Linked DNA regions of Mus musculus: region 1 is linked to region 2. The links are chromatin contacts, called in public promoter capture Hi-C maps. All regions are on one chromosome and are shown on one strand. Each heading gives the region's core, a stretch centred on a gene start, on an enhancer-like site or on the middle of the called end of the contact. The rest is flanking DNA. Distances are from core to core; before and after follow the strand shown.

Region 1 (7,004 bases), core at 2,451-4,950, 150 kb after region 2:
TACACAAGACATCATTCTTGATGATATATGAACATTCCTGTTGCTGATTTACAAAATTACTAGATTGTTCACAAGAAGGATTCTTTTATTCCCTCTCCCACACATAGTAGGAGCTTTTTGTTGTTGCTGACTCAGGTAAGTGATGGAATGTGCTGTAGTGGCACTGAGCAGTCAGTTTGCTTGGGCAGTCGGCAATTCATACTGCTTTTCACAGAAACAGTATCGCAGTCGGGAATGTGTTTCTTGTATGATTATATAGATTGACTGACAGTTATTTACTAAAGAAGAATTCCTTCTGCCAGAAACGACTGCATCTGCTTACCGTAGCATATAGCCCTTGGTTAAAGAATAGGCTGATTTTGTTTTTATGGGTCTATTCCAGCTGGAACAGTTTGAGAGTACCATTGGATTCAAATTGCCAAACCACCGGGCAGCTAAACGGCTATGGAAGGTGTGTGTGGAACATCACACTTTCTACAGGTAAGGGAAGAAGTCTCATGGAGTGGCCAGCTGTACCTTGTCCAAGCCAGATGGGACGGATGGCATGGCAGATGCATCTGTGTCCTACATCAGAGTTGTATTTCACAATGGCTATCTTTGTTGCCTGTAGCCATGCTTCAGTGTGCCATCTGGTTCTTTGCCTCCTCTCTCCCCATCACCACCATGGGCCTATCATTGGTCCTTTTGTTCAGAGAGGATCTATCCTGCTCTCAAGCCCCTGTGTCCTAACACACTAGCTACCCCAGTGTGCTGCTACTGGTTTAATCTGATGTCCTGACATGGCCGTTTCTGTGGTTATTGATGCAGTGTCACAACCTTGGGTATCAATGCTATTTCAGAAAACTCTTTTTCAGCACTAGTTGGGTCCTCATTGCTGCCAGCCCACCAGCCCGCCAGCCCTTCTGCCTCCCTTAGCATCTGAACTATTCAGTCTTCTAGAGCCGTTCACACTGGCCTGGCCTCAGGATTGCTCTCAGTGCAGTGCAGTCACTGTAGAAATCGGGGGTCACAAACACCCCACCTTTCTTTAATCACCTCTTTTCCTTCCAAAAGTATTATCGCTCCATCTTACCACCTTCCTTGTTTAATGTTGCCTGTTTTAAGGATGGATAGACATTGTTTTGGTTTATTTATTTCATCCCTCCTGTATTATCATCAATTCCAAGTTAACTCTCTGGGGAAAGGAAGCTATTGATGACTTTGGGAGTAGTCTCCAGTCCTTTGTAGCTGAAGGGCGCTGAGTGAGAACTGTGCGTCAGCACTTAGGGTACTGAATGCTTCAAGGGCTCAGAGGCCTCAACACAGTCAGTCTAGAAGACATCAAGGCATCCTGCTTGGCAAATTTACTTTACCATAGATACCTCTGGCTTCTTTGGCCAGTTACATACCCATGCTTTCCAAAGCAAAAGCCCCAAACTAAAAAAATTCCCCTAAGAGCTCCTAAACTTCAAATCTCAGTACGTGGGAAGTAGAAGCATGGTGGCTTTCTGAGTTCAAGGCTAGCCTTGTCTACATAGAGAAATAACCATGCAACAATACCAACAAACTCTCCAAACCTCCTTTGACTCCAGGCCACAGCTCTTGTATTATCTCCTTAAGGCCTTCCTCAGGGCTGCTCTTTGCCAAGTCGTTTGCTGGCCTTCATTGCCTTCATCTCCTCTGCCTTTGCTCACTGGTTTATCAAGCCAGATGGGGTTAAGTGTTGTCTCCAGACTTAGGACCAAGCACTGTGCTGCCACACTAGCCATGGAATAGTGACAAGCTAGACAGCCTCTGTTTCCCCTTCATTATCCCTGCGTGATACTAATAAAGGGTCCTTTATTTCTTTATGGGCTTGTTTTCAAAATTAAATGAGATTTTACATGAGAAGCAAACAAGCTGTTTCTAGTGTATAATAATGAAAAATAATGTCATCAGTACCACTTTAAAAACATTGTAGTTATTACAAATGACTGGTTCTTGCAGTGAAATGGAACAGATTTATTTTCAAGAATACTCTAATATGCTAATTTTAGAGAAGACATATAATTCAGCATATATTTGAATCTGTCTGACTCAGCTATAATAATTGTAGAAGTCCTTGAAAAGTTTAGATGTTTCTTGGTAGCTAGAATCAATGTTTTCTGAAGAAGTGTGGGCCTGCCTCATATAAAGCTAGATAATGGCGTCGGCCCTATAGGTCTAGAGTGGACAGAGAGCAGGCTTGCCATCAAAGAATGATGCCAACAGCAAGCATCCTGTTGGAAATGACAGGTGCTAGGAATGCTGTTATTGCTAGACACACTTTATTGTCTTAGAGTGCAATGGTTTGTTGTTTTATAGAAGTAAGACCAAAAAGAAATAAGTGATGATGTATGTAAAACATCTCACACAAAATGCTCTAATGGATAAATGTCTGGATATATACTTAAACTGTAACCAACTGACTCTAACCTTACCAGAAAATGAATGAGAAGACATTTGATTCTGTAGCGATCCTTTCATGTGGACATGGACAGTAGATGTCTTCTCAGCCCATGGTAATGAGAACGGGCAGCTTTCAGATTGGGTGGAGGGACAGCAAAACCAAGCTCACCCTCAAGCTCATTTTAAGGACTAATTGTTTTATGTTCTCCTAAGACAGAGCATTTCAGCAGCGGCTCTAGTGATGGCTCAGAGGTCAAGGCTTGCAGCACTTGCTTTTTCCTAAATTTCCAATACGCTGAACAAAAAAGTTGCTTCAAGTCTGCATCCCTGAGCTGTCAGAGGAGAGTGCTGACGAGGTGCTGCCTGTGATTCAGCTTTCTGTGTGTGTGTGTGTGTGTGTGATTGTGTGTGCACACGGGTGTGTGTGTGTGATTGTGTGTGCACGCGGGTGTGTGTGTGTGATTGTGTGTGCACGCGGGTGTGTGTGTGTGTGATTGTGTGTGTACGCGGGTGTGTGTGTGTGTGATTGTGTGTGCACGCGGGTGTGTGTGTGTGTGATTGTGTGTGCACACGGGTGTGTGTGTGTGTGTGTGTGTGTGTGTGATTGTGTGTGCACGCGGGTGCATATACCTGCACAACGACAGTGAGAGCAGACAGAGACAGGACTGGGGCAGGCTGTCACTTGAGTTCATGGTTTAAGACCAGCTCAAGCAACATAGTGAAACCCTCAAACAAAACAAAGCAAGCAACCCATTGAGCTGTGGTTTGGATGTGTCTAGAGTTGAGGTGACAGTGGGCCCCAGGTCTAGTTACAAAAAGTAAGTTAACAATTGCAAACCTGAAAAAGTTTAAATTTTCTTTAAAATTGTTTTCTTAAGCATAAGAAGTTTGTTTTAAATCTATTTTGTTCAAAAAAAAAAACAGAAAATGTATTAGAATTTGAAAGAGGATTATCTCTTGAAAATATGTGATCTTTAAAGTTTTCTTGTAGTTTGGTAAAACAGGTGCCCTGTCTGTAATTTCAGATCTTTCTTTGAGATCTCTTTCAGGGCCCAGTGCATGTGTCTTTGTTGCAGGAGTCTTTAAATCTTCTCTATTCCTGAGTAGACTTCGTTAATAGACAAGAAGGATCTATGTGTCTTTAAATCTCTATTCCTGAGTGGATTTCAGTGACAGACAAGAAGGAGCCATGGGATTTGGCTAGAGAGTATTTCCCAACCTCTGGCTGTACCGCCCAGCAGCCTTCCTCCCATTTCTATAACTGATTGCTTTCCTGCAGAGCAGTTCAAGGTCATGTTCATAAAGCATTGCGAGCTGGGGAGACTCCAGCCATCAGGAGGCAGCCGGGGGTGAAGAGCCCCCAGAGTGCATGCTCTCAGCACAGCGCTCTGTTGTATCTCTGAGGGTAGAAAGTGGAGTGTGCTTTATGACATGCACATGGCTTTATGTGTCCACCACATGAGTAGATGGGGCCAAGAAAGCCTGATGTCTTAGCTTCTCTTATTTGATCCTGACTGTCTCTCTGAGGAAACAGGATTTAGATGCCCTCTGAGCAGGATTATTCCTTACCACCTTAACTCAGAACTCGTCTTCCCCTAAGCCGAAGATTTCCAAAATCTTATGCAGAAGATCTGGGAATACCTGGAATGATTTTAGGGAGAAAAAAAAAAAACTTGTAAAAAACTGACTTTTCCTTGGAAAATGATTGAAATCTCCATATTCTTGAACTCTCAGCTAAAGTCTTCATTAGTAAATTGTAAGATCTCTGAAAGTATATTTTTGTTAAGTGTTTTTCTGACTCAGATAATGGAAAGATGATTTCAGTTGTATCAAAAAAGCGTACTTATTAAAAGCATGCTTTACGTAAATCAGAAAATTATTAGTCATTAAGTTTGAATTCTTGCATTATGAACCCAACTGCTTGGTAGAGTTACACCGGCAAGAAAGAATATTAGCCACCTCTGAGAACTACTGCCTGTTCTTCAGGAACAGATTGCATAGCTGAATAGATTCCCTGACTTAGATGGGGTTTTTTCCTACCAGAAAGAGGCATAAACATTAACAATTGCTAATGATAATGGGCTTTTTACTTGACACTTAGAGCTAGCAGCACAAATTCAGACATATGTGTTTACATAAGTGATCTACACTAAATCAAATAAATACTCTTGATACACACTCAGAGCAGCTGCTCTTTTGGTTGGGCTTAAAAAAAAATGTGAGCACATTACTATTACAAAACTACCTATGACCACCTCCCCCTCCCCCAATCTGGTGCTGCACTTCAGCCCCAGCACTTAGTGGACGAGTTGGAGGCCAACTTGTCTCAAAAACCCAAAACAACAAGAAAACCACACATACAGATAGGAAGGATGTTTTTATTAAGGCTGTGGAGCAGTAATTTTTTGACTGATCATATATGAAATGAGAACTTAAAATACATACCTGTGGTTTGGTTTTCTTAATCCACCTGAAGACTTTGTCCTTATTTTATTTTATTTTTTCCTTCTTTGTAGGCTTGTGTCTCCAGAGCAGCCACCAAAGACCAAGTTCTTGACCCTGGGGTCCAAATTCCGCTACAGCGGCCGCACGCAGGCACAGACCAGAGAAGCAAGTACCCTCATAGACAGGCCGGCACCACAATTTGAGCGTGCCTCTAGTAAACGTGTCTCGAGGAGCCTAGACGGAGGTAACACGTTTATACTTTTGGATTCTACTCATCTTTTCTAGCCCAGTGGTGTCAGAAAACAATAATCTAGTCATAAGACCATGAGACACCCTCTAGAGCAGTGGTCTTCAGCCTTCCTGATGCTGACACCATTTAACACAGTTCCTTATGTTGTGGTGACCCCAACCATAAAACCATTTTGTTGCTACTTTATAACTAATTTTGCATCTGTTATAGATTGTGATGTAAATATCTGATATGTAGGATATCTGATATGGATCCCCCATAGAAGTCACAACCCGTAGGATTGAGGAGCACTGGTCTCAAGTGATAGACAGTTACCCCCAAATTAGTAAAATGTTGCTATTCTCAAAGTAAAGTAATTGTATGCAGGTTGTCACTCTGAACATACATTTTTGTTGTTATTGTTTATGTATGTTGTTGGCAGCATACATAAATAGTATGTATTTTTGTGTTTATAAGCTATTGGATGAATATGTTTCTCTTGGTTTTATTTGATTATGACCTCTAATGTGGCTTAATTTCTTTTTTTTAATACATTTTTGTGGTCCTCTGGAAGAGTATTAAGTGCTCTTAACTACTGAGCTTTCTCTCCAGCCCCTCATTTGTTTATTATTATTTTTTTAAAGCATGCTTGCTTGCCCTCCCTCCCTCCCTCCCTCCCTCCCTCCCTCCCTCCCTCCCTCCCTCCCTCCCTCCCTCCTTTCTTTCTTTCTTTCTTTCTTTCTTTCTTTCTTTCTTTCTTTCATGTGAGTACACTGTAGCTGTCTTCAGGCACACCAGAGGAAGGCACTGGATCCCATTACAGATGGTTGTGAGCCACCATGTGACTTGCTGGGAATTGAATTCAGGACCTCTGGAAGAGCTGTCAGTGCTCTTAACCGCTGAGCCATCTCTCCAGCCTCCATGGTTTAATTTCTTAAACTTGTTAGTTGCTCACATTGCTCTATGGGAATTTTGGGGTATGTTTGCACATGGATTCCAGTAATTATAAAACAGTTATAAACTACTCAGATTTGAAGGTGTGCTTTCAGAAGTTTACCAGACTCAAAACATGTGAGAAATCATTCTAGGTTTCAAAAGTATTAACTTTAAATATGATTTTAAATAACAATAACAAAAGAAATACATACTCATGTGTCTGGGGAGATAGTATAAATATTCATGGTTTCTCTTAGAGTTCTGGTGAGCTACATATTTGTAGTCTTGCATGGCAACATTCATGGATTCAGGTGATGTTTCTTTTCCACATATTTGTCATATCGCTTATTAGTAAATTAGGAATTAATAATGTTTTTATACAAAAGATGATGTTACATTTTTATTAAACTGCTTTTCTTTTTTTTTCCATTTTTTATTAGGTATTTAGCTCATTTACATTTCCAATGCTATACCAAAAGTCCCCCATACCCACCCACCCCCACTCCCCTACCCACCCACTCCCCCTTTTTGGCCCTGGCGTTCCCCTGTACTGGGGCATACAAAGTTTACGTGTCCAATGGGCCTCTCTTTCCAGTGATGGCCGTTAAACTGCTTTTCTTGTTATATAACAAAAATAATATTAATTTTCATTGAAAAATAGTGTTTCAACCTTTTTCATTATATTGAATATTAATATTGAATAGTTTGAAAAATTTTATTTTTATTGCACTATTAGCAAAAATACCATTTTGATTGTTGTTTCTTTATATAACTATAGAAATATGAAATTTGGACTTGAATAGTAAGATGTTAAATACTTAGATAAGACAGATGATTCCTAGACTAACATTCTTTCGTTAGTAGAGGATTCTCACAGGTTAGCCTTGCTCTATTTTTCCGGGTAGAAGAAATGACTAAATAGGTGCAGGCACACACAGTTACTTCCCGGGCTTTGCTTGTGGCTATTTTGATATATGTGGTTGTTAAC
Region 2 (7,589 bases), core at 3,547-6,046:
TGAGGATGCTTCCACTCTGAAATAGCAAGATAAAATCAAAACTTGGTTCCTTAAGTTACCTTTGGCCACGTTATGTATTTTATCACGGCAACAGAAAAGTAACTAATACCTTATTTAAAGATATAATATTCCTTGAAAACACATGTGCTAGTGATGTTATAAGAACTGAACGGGTTGTATTTATATATTTAGGGTGCGTGTGTGTGTGTGTGTGTGTGAGAGAGAGAGAGAGAGAGAGAGAGAGAGAGAGAGAGAGAGACAATTAAAAAGAAGCCATGAATTTGAGAGAGAGCAAGGGAGTATACATGGGAGAGGTTGGAGGAATGAAAGGGAAGGGGGAAATCATATAATTATCTCAAAAAATTAGAAAGTAAAAGCAACATACTATACACCAATATTTGGCATCTTTACTTGCCAAAAGGCAGACATAATCCAAGTAGCCACATTTTGGAGGAAGGATAAAATGACTGTGAAACACGGATTACAACGGAGTACTCCTCGGCCTTTCTAGGAAAGAAATTCTGACACATGCTGCAACAGAGAGGAAGCCTGAAGCTTTATGCTAACCAAGGAAGAAAAGAGAAATGCTCTGTGTGGTGGGTTTAAATATGTGAGGCCCAGGGAGGGCCACTATTAGGAGGCGTGGCCTTGTTAGAGGAGGCGTGGCCTGGTTGGAGTAGGTGTGGCCTTGTTGGAGAAAATGTGTCATTGTGGAAATGGGCTTGGAAACTCTCCTAACCACGTGGGAGCCAGTCTTCTCCATAGCAGTTTTCAGATGAAGATTCTTCAGCTCCTTTCTTGATGGTAATGGATTGAACCTCTGAACCTGTAAGCCAGCCCCAGTTAACTGTTGCCCTGGTCATGGTGTCTGTTCACAGCAGTAAAACCCTAAGATACTCTGTAAACAGGTCTTATGTGTCTTACTTACAGAAACACTATGACAGGAATCTCAAAGCTGCCTGTCAAGTTCTCCTAGGAAACAAGAGTGTGTACTATATATATGAAAAATTAGAATTGAGTAAATAAACTAGAAAAAAAACAGAAATTGTCTAAACTATTCAGGTGCACAATGGCGTTTCCCAATTACCCTGGAGCCTTTCTGCTTTCTTTTTTTTTTTTTTTCCATTTTTTATTAGGTATTTAGCTCATTTACATTTCCAATGCTATACCAAAAGTCCCCCATACCCACCCACCCCCACTCCCCTGCCAACCCACTCCCCCTTTTTGGCCCTGGTGTTCCCCTGTACTGGGGCATATAAAGTTTGCAAGTCCAATGGGCCTCTCTTTCCAGTGATGGCCGACTAGGCCATCTTTTGATATATATGCAGCTAGAGTCAAGAGCTCCGGGGTACTGGTTAGTTCATAATGTTGTTCCACCTATAGGGTTGCAGATCCCTTTAGCTCCTTGGCTACTTTCTCTAGCTCCTCCATTGGGAGCCCTGTGATCCATCTATTAGCTGACTGTGAGCATCCACTTCTGTGTTTGCTAGGCCCCGGCATAGTCTCACAAGAGACAGCTACATCTGGATCCTTTCAATAAAATCTTGCTAGTGTATGCAATGGTGTCAGCGCCTTTCTGCTTTCTTGTGGCAACGTTTCCTTCTCTATCCCTATTCCACAGAAAGGTGGCTCACTTCAAAATGAAGAGGCTTTGTCACAGATCTCTTTCTCCCTAAACAACTGGCTCAGCTGATACCAAGGCTCTCCCCCTCTTTATTGCCCTGTCTATCAATAGCAACCTCCCTGTGCCTTGCCTGTGTGTGTGTTAGGGGGGCTCAGTATCCCACTTTTTCTCTTAACTTCTAATTTGAATAAGAAGTTCTTCTTCTTCTTCTTCTTCTTCTTCTTCTTCTTCTTCTTCTTCTCCTTCTCCTTCTCCTTCTCCTCCTCCTCCTCCCCCTCCCCCTCCCCCTCCTCCCCCTCCTCCTCCCCCTTCCCCTCCCTCTCCCTCTCTTTCTCCTTTTCCTTCTTCTTTTAAGATTTATTTATTTTATGTATGTGAGTACACTGTAGCTGTCTTCAGACACACCAGAGAAGGGCACTGGATCCCATTACAGATGGTTGTGAGCCACCATGTCGTTGCTGGGAATTGAACTCAGGACCTCTGGAAGAGCAATCAGTGCTCTTAACCACTGAGCCATTTCTCCAGCCCAGGACTTCTTTTAAGAGCTTCCTTTTGCTTTTCCTCTGCCTTGGGCCTTGAAGAATCATTACTCCAATAGCAAAGTCCAAGGTTTTCTTAGTGGCCATAATTAATCACCAGGATGAGTTTTCAACAGGATGTACTGTAAGTTATATCTAAGCTGATCTATCTTAGTACAGATGTAGAATATCACTATAGATACACGTATGTTAAGCTACTCTATGGTATTCCCCACCATTCTGTTGCTCCAACATTCATTGCTGTGGAGAGCCTTTTTGGGGTGCCGCTTGGCAGGTGTCTATCCTTGGCCAAGGATAAGGAAATGGGCTTCAGGCAGGAATCTGACATTGGCCAAGGACAAGGAAGCAAGAATCTGGTTTTAGGGTAGAACAAAGAAGTAGGCTCAGATATCTTGATCATCCTTAGAAACAGCATCACTAGAGAGATCATGGGACTTTGCTTGTTTCATGACTATTGTCCATGTTAGTTCCTTATTGTACTGTTCACCCTTAGTACTTGCATGTAATTAAAAATGGTATAAAAAGTGGATTGGGAAAATTAAATTTGCCTTCAGTCTCAGAATTGACTGGGTCATGCTCCATTGTCTAACTGTCTTTTTTCTTTTTAATCCTCACTCCTGTGCTGGAGAAGCTGTTGACTGACTGAGCGGGCTTGGTCACATTGCTCATTCATTTATAGATAGATGGACTAGGTTATCAATTCAGTTACTACAATATTAGGACATATAGTTATTATATGCTAGCTATAAGACAAGACTAGAATCACAGAGCCCGTACTAGTGAAGATAGCTTAAACAATAAAGAACTAGCATATAGAGGGTTAGATTGTAACAAAAGCAAAGAAAAATAGAAAGGAGAGAGGGAGGAAGGGACGGAATAAGGAGAGAGGGAGACAGAGACAGAGTCAGAGGGGGACGCAGAATCTTGAAAGAGTGAGGGAAGGCTCTTTTGAGGACATGTTTTAATAAAGACCTGAAGGAGGAGAGAGAGTATCAGACTCTTTTGAGGGAAAAGGACGTTCCAGGCAGCAGAGGGTTCTATGCGTGGGAAAGATGCCTCTGAGTTAATTGTGCATGCGATCCAGAAGGAAGAGCAGTGGGTGGAATCCAGAGGGTGGGGGAACCTCAAGAGCATCAGTGTGCGGGGACAGGAAGAACAGGTGGGCCAACTCCCGTTGACAGGATTTGACTTTCATTTGGATGCTCATGGTTACAGTCTTGATGGTTTCAAGTGTTGCAATACTTAGGAGGGCACTTCACTGACGCAGAGGAGAGATGATGGTGGTTTAGGCCATGATCAGAACACAGCTGAGGTGCTGAAAGGAAACACACCTTGAAATATTGGGCAAGGACAGTCAGTAGGCCAGTACCTGGGGAGCTAACGGCTGAGGTGTTGAGGGGCCTGGCTTGACTGTAATGCTCAACATGACAGCTGTCTCCGTTTGTCAGTCTTTGTCCAAAGATAGTTATTAGTAGTAATGTCTATGTGCTCAGATGAGGGAATCTAAGCTCAGAGAAGCTAGATCATTTGCTTGAATTCTCATCATGCATATATAGAAGGGGAAACCAAGGTTTATTTTTCAAACATAACTTGTTTGGCTATCAAACCAAATCTAAACTCGATTTATCATTTCTTAATAACAAGCTTTTAAGACCAGATGCAAAACAGCAGAAGTTATTATAAAGTTACATCCAGGTAAAAAAGAAAGCTACATCCATCAAGTAATAAAATCTGTTCCTTCAGTCAGGCGCGGTACTCTCATGTAGTTTCAGCAGTCTGGAGGCTGAGGCAGGAGGATTGACACAAGATCAAGACCAGTCTGGGCTGTCTCATGAGTACCAGGCCAGTAAAAGGTAAAGAATGAAACCTTTAAGAATAATAGTAAAATACGAAAGAAAGAAAGAAAATGAGAACTGTTCCTGTGATATTTTTTCTATCAATCACTAAACCGGTGTGCATGCACTGAAATGGGAATGGCAGGCAGCTCTGCCTCTGGATTGCAGGAACGGCTCTATAGAGAAAACAAGTGGACTGGGAGCTGACGATAACCACGAGGGAGGGAGTGGTCTTCCTGGCCTAGTTTGTACATCCAGACTAATGCTTTTTTAGGGAGCTGCCCACATCTGGGGAGGCTTGTTGTATTCTGGGGGTTTAACTCATGAGTTACCACGTTCTAGTCTTTCCAGACACTAGTCACAGATGTGACTGAGCCTGCTTCCATTACAGCTGAGCACAGGCTCTCGCAGTTCCCCTTGTGTTTTTGTCCGTTCTGGCCTAAGGCCTCACTTTGAGTCTCCACTGCTGTGTTGCTCTCTTTCCACAGTTCAGGGGATCAGTGAGCAGTTTCTTGGCAACACTGCTGCTGGGCTATTTAGATGCCTCAGTTCTTCTCTTTCACTTTTTGTTTTTAAATAGCCACCAGCACCGTATCCATTTTGAGCTCAAGTAGTTTAAAAAAACTCTTTGGACGTGCACTTTTCCATTAACACAACTGTGCACACTATATAAGCCAGTGACAGAGTTTTCTAACAAAAAGGATGTGAGCTTTATAGTCAGTATCCCTGAGCAGTAAGGATAAGTGTGAATGAATGTTATAAACGTGATACATTGTATGACTCAGATCAGGGCTCAAGACAGAAGCGTCCTCTTCCTCTGTCTCTAAGCAACAAGCGAATACAATGTACTGACAGCTTTCTTCCTGTATCCTGTCCCAGAAATGAGCATGTGTGAGGCTGCTTAGGGTTTCACAATATTAGCAATGGTAAGGAAGTTAATCACAGACTTTCATGTGACATCTCCTTAGCATGAAAGGCCTGGGTAACGTATTGACACCAGTGTTAAGAGGCAGTAGGAAGGGAGGGAGGGAGGAAGGGATCTCATTGGGCATAATAACTGGACACTGTTAGTCACTTCATTCTATTAAGTTTTATCCTCTATAATCTGAAGAAGAAAAAAAAAAAAACCTCACTCATAATCCCAGCTACGCAGATGGCTGAGGCAGGAAGCTCAAACTCAATGCCTATCTGGGCTTCTTAAAGAGATCTTGGTTCAAAATAAAACAAAAGAAGTCTAGTGTTGCAGCTTAATATAGAGCACATGACTAGCATGTGAAAGGCCCTAGGTTAATCACTAGAGTCAAAAATAAATAAGTAAATAAAAAATAAAGCTCTGAAATCCCAAAGGTTTTTTTTTTTTCTGTACCAACACAACAGCAACTGTAGGAAAGTCTACAGGTGGCCTTGTGTAGACACACACACACACACACACACAACACTAGATAAAATTACTTTCAGGGGTGGTAAGATGGTGGTCCATTTGGTAAAGGTGCTTGCTGCCACGTTTGAGGGTCTAGTTCAAACCCCAGAGCATGCATGCTAGAAAAAGTGTACAGGCTCCTACAAGTTGTCCTCTGATCTTCCTATGTACACAGTAACATGAACACAAAATAGAGCAAGAAATGTATGATTTTTAATTACCTTTTATTTACATGTTAGGACCCAAATCTCACCCCCGAAATTCATCGTTATACGTAAGATCAAACCTCTGGACATTACATGTGATTTTATCATCTATAGATGTGTATGGACGCATCCACAGCTATCCTAGGACAAATTAGGCCAATAGGATGGATACATCTAATACATGCAAATACCTCAAAATTTAAAACTTCGTCGGTTATAAGCATTTCAGATAAGCAACACTTAGCCTGTCTCTCACTTTCTCGTCTTGCACTGTAAAGCTATCACTGTTCCATGCAGAGAATGCCATGGCTCTGGGTAGATGGCAAACTCACTCTCTTCCTATAACATAGACCTGAAGGCTCAGGCTGACTTGAAAGCCAATCATATTTTAGTTTTGATTTTGATAAATATTTGATTATTTAGATACATGAGTGCTTTGTCTTCATGCACACCAGAAGAGGGCATCAGATGCCATCTTAGATGGTTGCGAGCCATCATGTGTTTGCTGGGAATTAAAATCAGGAACTCTGGAAAAGACTGCTGAGCCATCTCTCCAGTCTCCCTGTCAATCATATTTTAATATATTTAGTGCAAATCAAGGTGTACTTATGTGGTATCTTATATGAGCATACAAATCAGTAACTATATACATACACTATTTCATAAAAGCAAGCGTCCCCTTTACCCTTTCAGATGAGTGCTAAGTCATGGTTCACCCCCAGTAACGTTATATTTTGATGACGATATGACTAATTAGTGAGAGAAACAAGAGTCAAGCAGCAATGGCAGATTTAGTTTTACTTTCCACAGATCTGTTTTTATATGAAATTTGTAAAGTATAAATTTATAGTAAAATTTATAATGTGAATATCTTCCTGAGTATAACCATGGCATGGTTCCCTGAGTTCTGTAATAGCTTCCAGATGTGAAGATAATTTTGTTTTGAAAGTTTGAAAATTATTGGAGTTCTTTGCTGATTAAATAGGACTTATGTTAGAGTAAGTCTTCCCTCCACATTAGACTTCGAAACGTCCAAAACTTTTGAAGTCATAACTTCAAAGTAGTTTTTGTGTTTATAGTCTCATAGTAAATATGGGATGATAGATGTTTGTATAAGGCTATAAAGGAAATGAGAAAGAAATAATGGCAAACTCACTTCCCATGTTCATATGTCCTCATCTTAATGTTTACTCACTGATTGGTGACTGTGGGAGGCTGGAAACACTGAATGACATCAAAGGAGGTCTTCTCCAGTAAGAAGGTCAAGTGTGGTCACCTAGCTCTCAACTCACAGGCCACTGCTGCTGAGTTAAACAATTTATGTGGACTTCAGATAACGTCAAAATAAATAACATCTGTCCAGGGGAGGAAAAAGTTCTCTGTTGGAAAAAGGATATGTCTAATCTCTCTCTCTCTCTCTCTCTCTCTCTCTCTCTTTCTCTCTCTCTCTCTCTCTCTCTCTCTCCTCTCTCTTTTTCTCTCTCTCTTATAATTTCCATGTTATATTTATACCAGTTGTGTGCATTCCATGCCTTTGTGTGTGTTATTCATTTATTCGGTGTGTGTATGTGTGATGAGTGTGTGAATGTGTGTGTTTGGTATATATATGTGTATGTTCAGTGAGTATATGTATGGTGAGTATGTGTTGAGTGTGTGTGTTAAGTGTGTGTGGTGAATGTGTGTATGTGTTGAGTATACGCTTAGTGTGTGAATGTGTGTTGAGTGTGTGTATGTGTTGAGTGTGTTTGTGGTGAGGATATGTGTGTTGAGTGTGTGTATGGTTAGTGAGTGTGTGTGTGTGTGTATGTGGTAAATGTGTGTGTGTGTGGTGAATGTGTGTATGTCTTGAGTGTGTGTTACGTGTGTATATGGGGAGTGTGTGTGTGTGTGGTATGTGTGTGGTGAGTGTAAACATGTGCATGGGAGCTATGCACAATCACACTAGTCTACTTGTATGTGGAAGTT

The links. Capture Hi-C pulls out chosen DNA fragments and counts their contacts.
Region 1: a contact with region 2 is called in a promoter capture Hi-C map of adipose tissue. The contact joins two enhancer-like sites. A contact is called at or near these places in 1 of 15 datasets of contacts at CTCF or cohesin (large pre-B cells), 1 of 484 Hi-C or Micro-C datasets (the HPC-5 cell line), 1 of 115 datasets of contacts at active chromatin or transcription factors (bone marrow-derived macrophages) and 3 of 9 other capture datasets (adipose tissue, liver and pancreatic islet).

Annotation. Positions count from the first base shown.
Region 1 is chr10:25,479,286-25,486,289 of GRCm38.p6, forward strand. Epb41l2 (erythrocyte membrane protein band 4.1 like 2) reads left to right here. Exons shown (of 20, transcript NM_001199265.1): 10 at 383-480; 11 at 4,923-5,095. Among named protein-coding and RNA genes, the nearest start is that of Smlr1, 53 kb to the right of the region's middle. Within about 2 kb of position 3,701, at least 4 of the 459 cell types and tissues checked have an H3K27ac peak or open chromatin away from gene starts, as enhancers often do. A contact at or near this core is called in adipose tissue, where this site is marked.
Region 2 is chr10:25,327,040-25,334,628 of GRCm38.p6, forward strand. No RefSeq gene overlaps it. Among named protein-coding and RNA genes, the nearest start is that of Epb41l2, 29 kb to the right of the region's middle. Within about 2 kb of position 4,797, at least 145 of the 459 cell types and tissues checked have an H3K27ac peak or open chromatin away from gene starts, as enhancers often do. A contact at or near this core is called in adipose tissue, where this site is marked.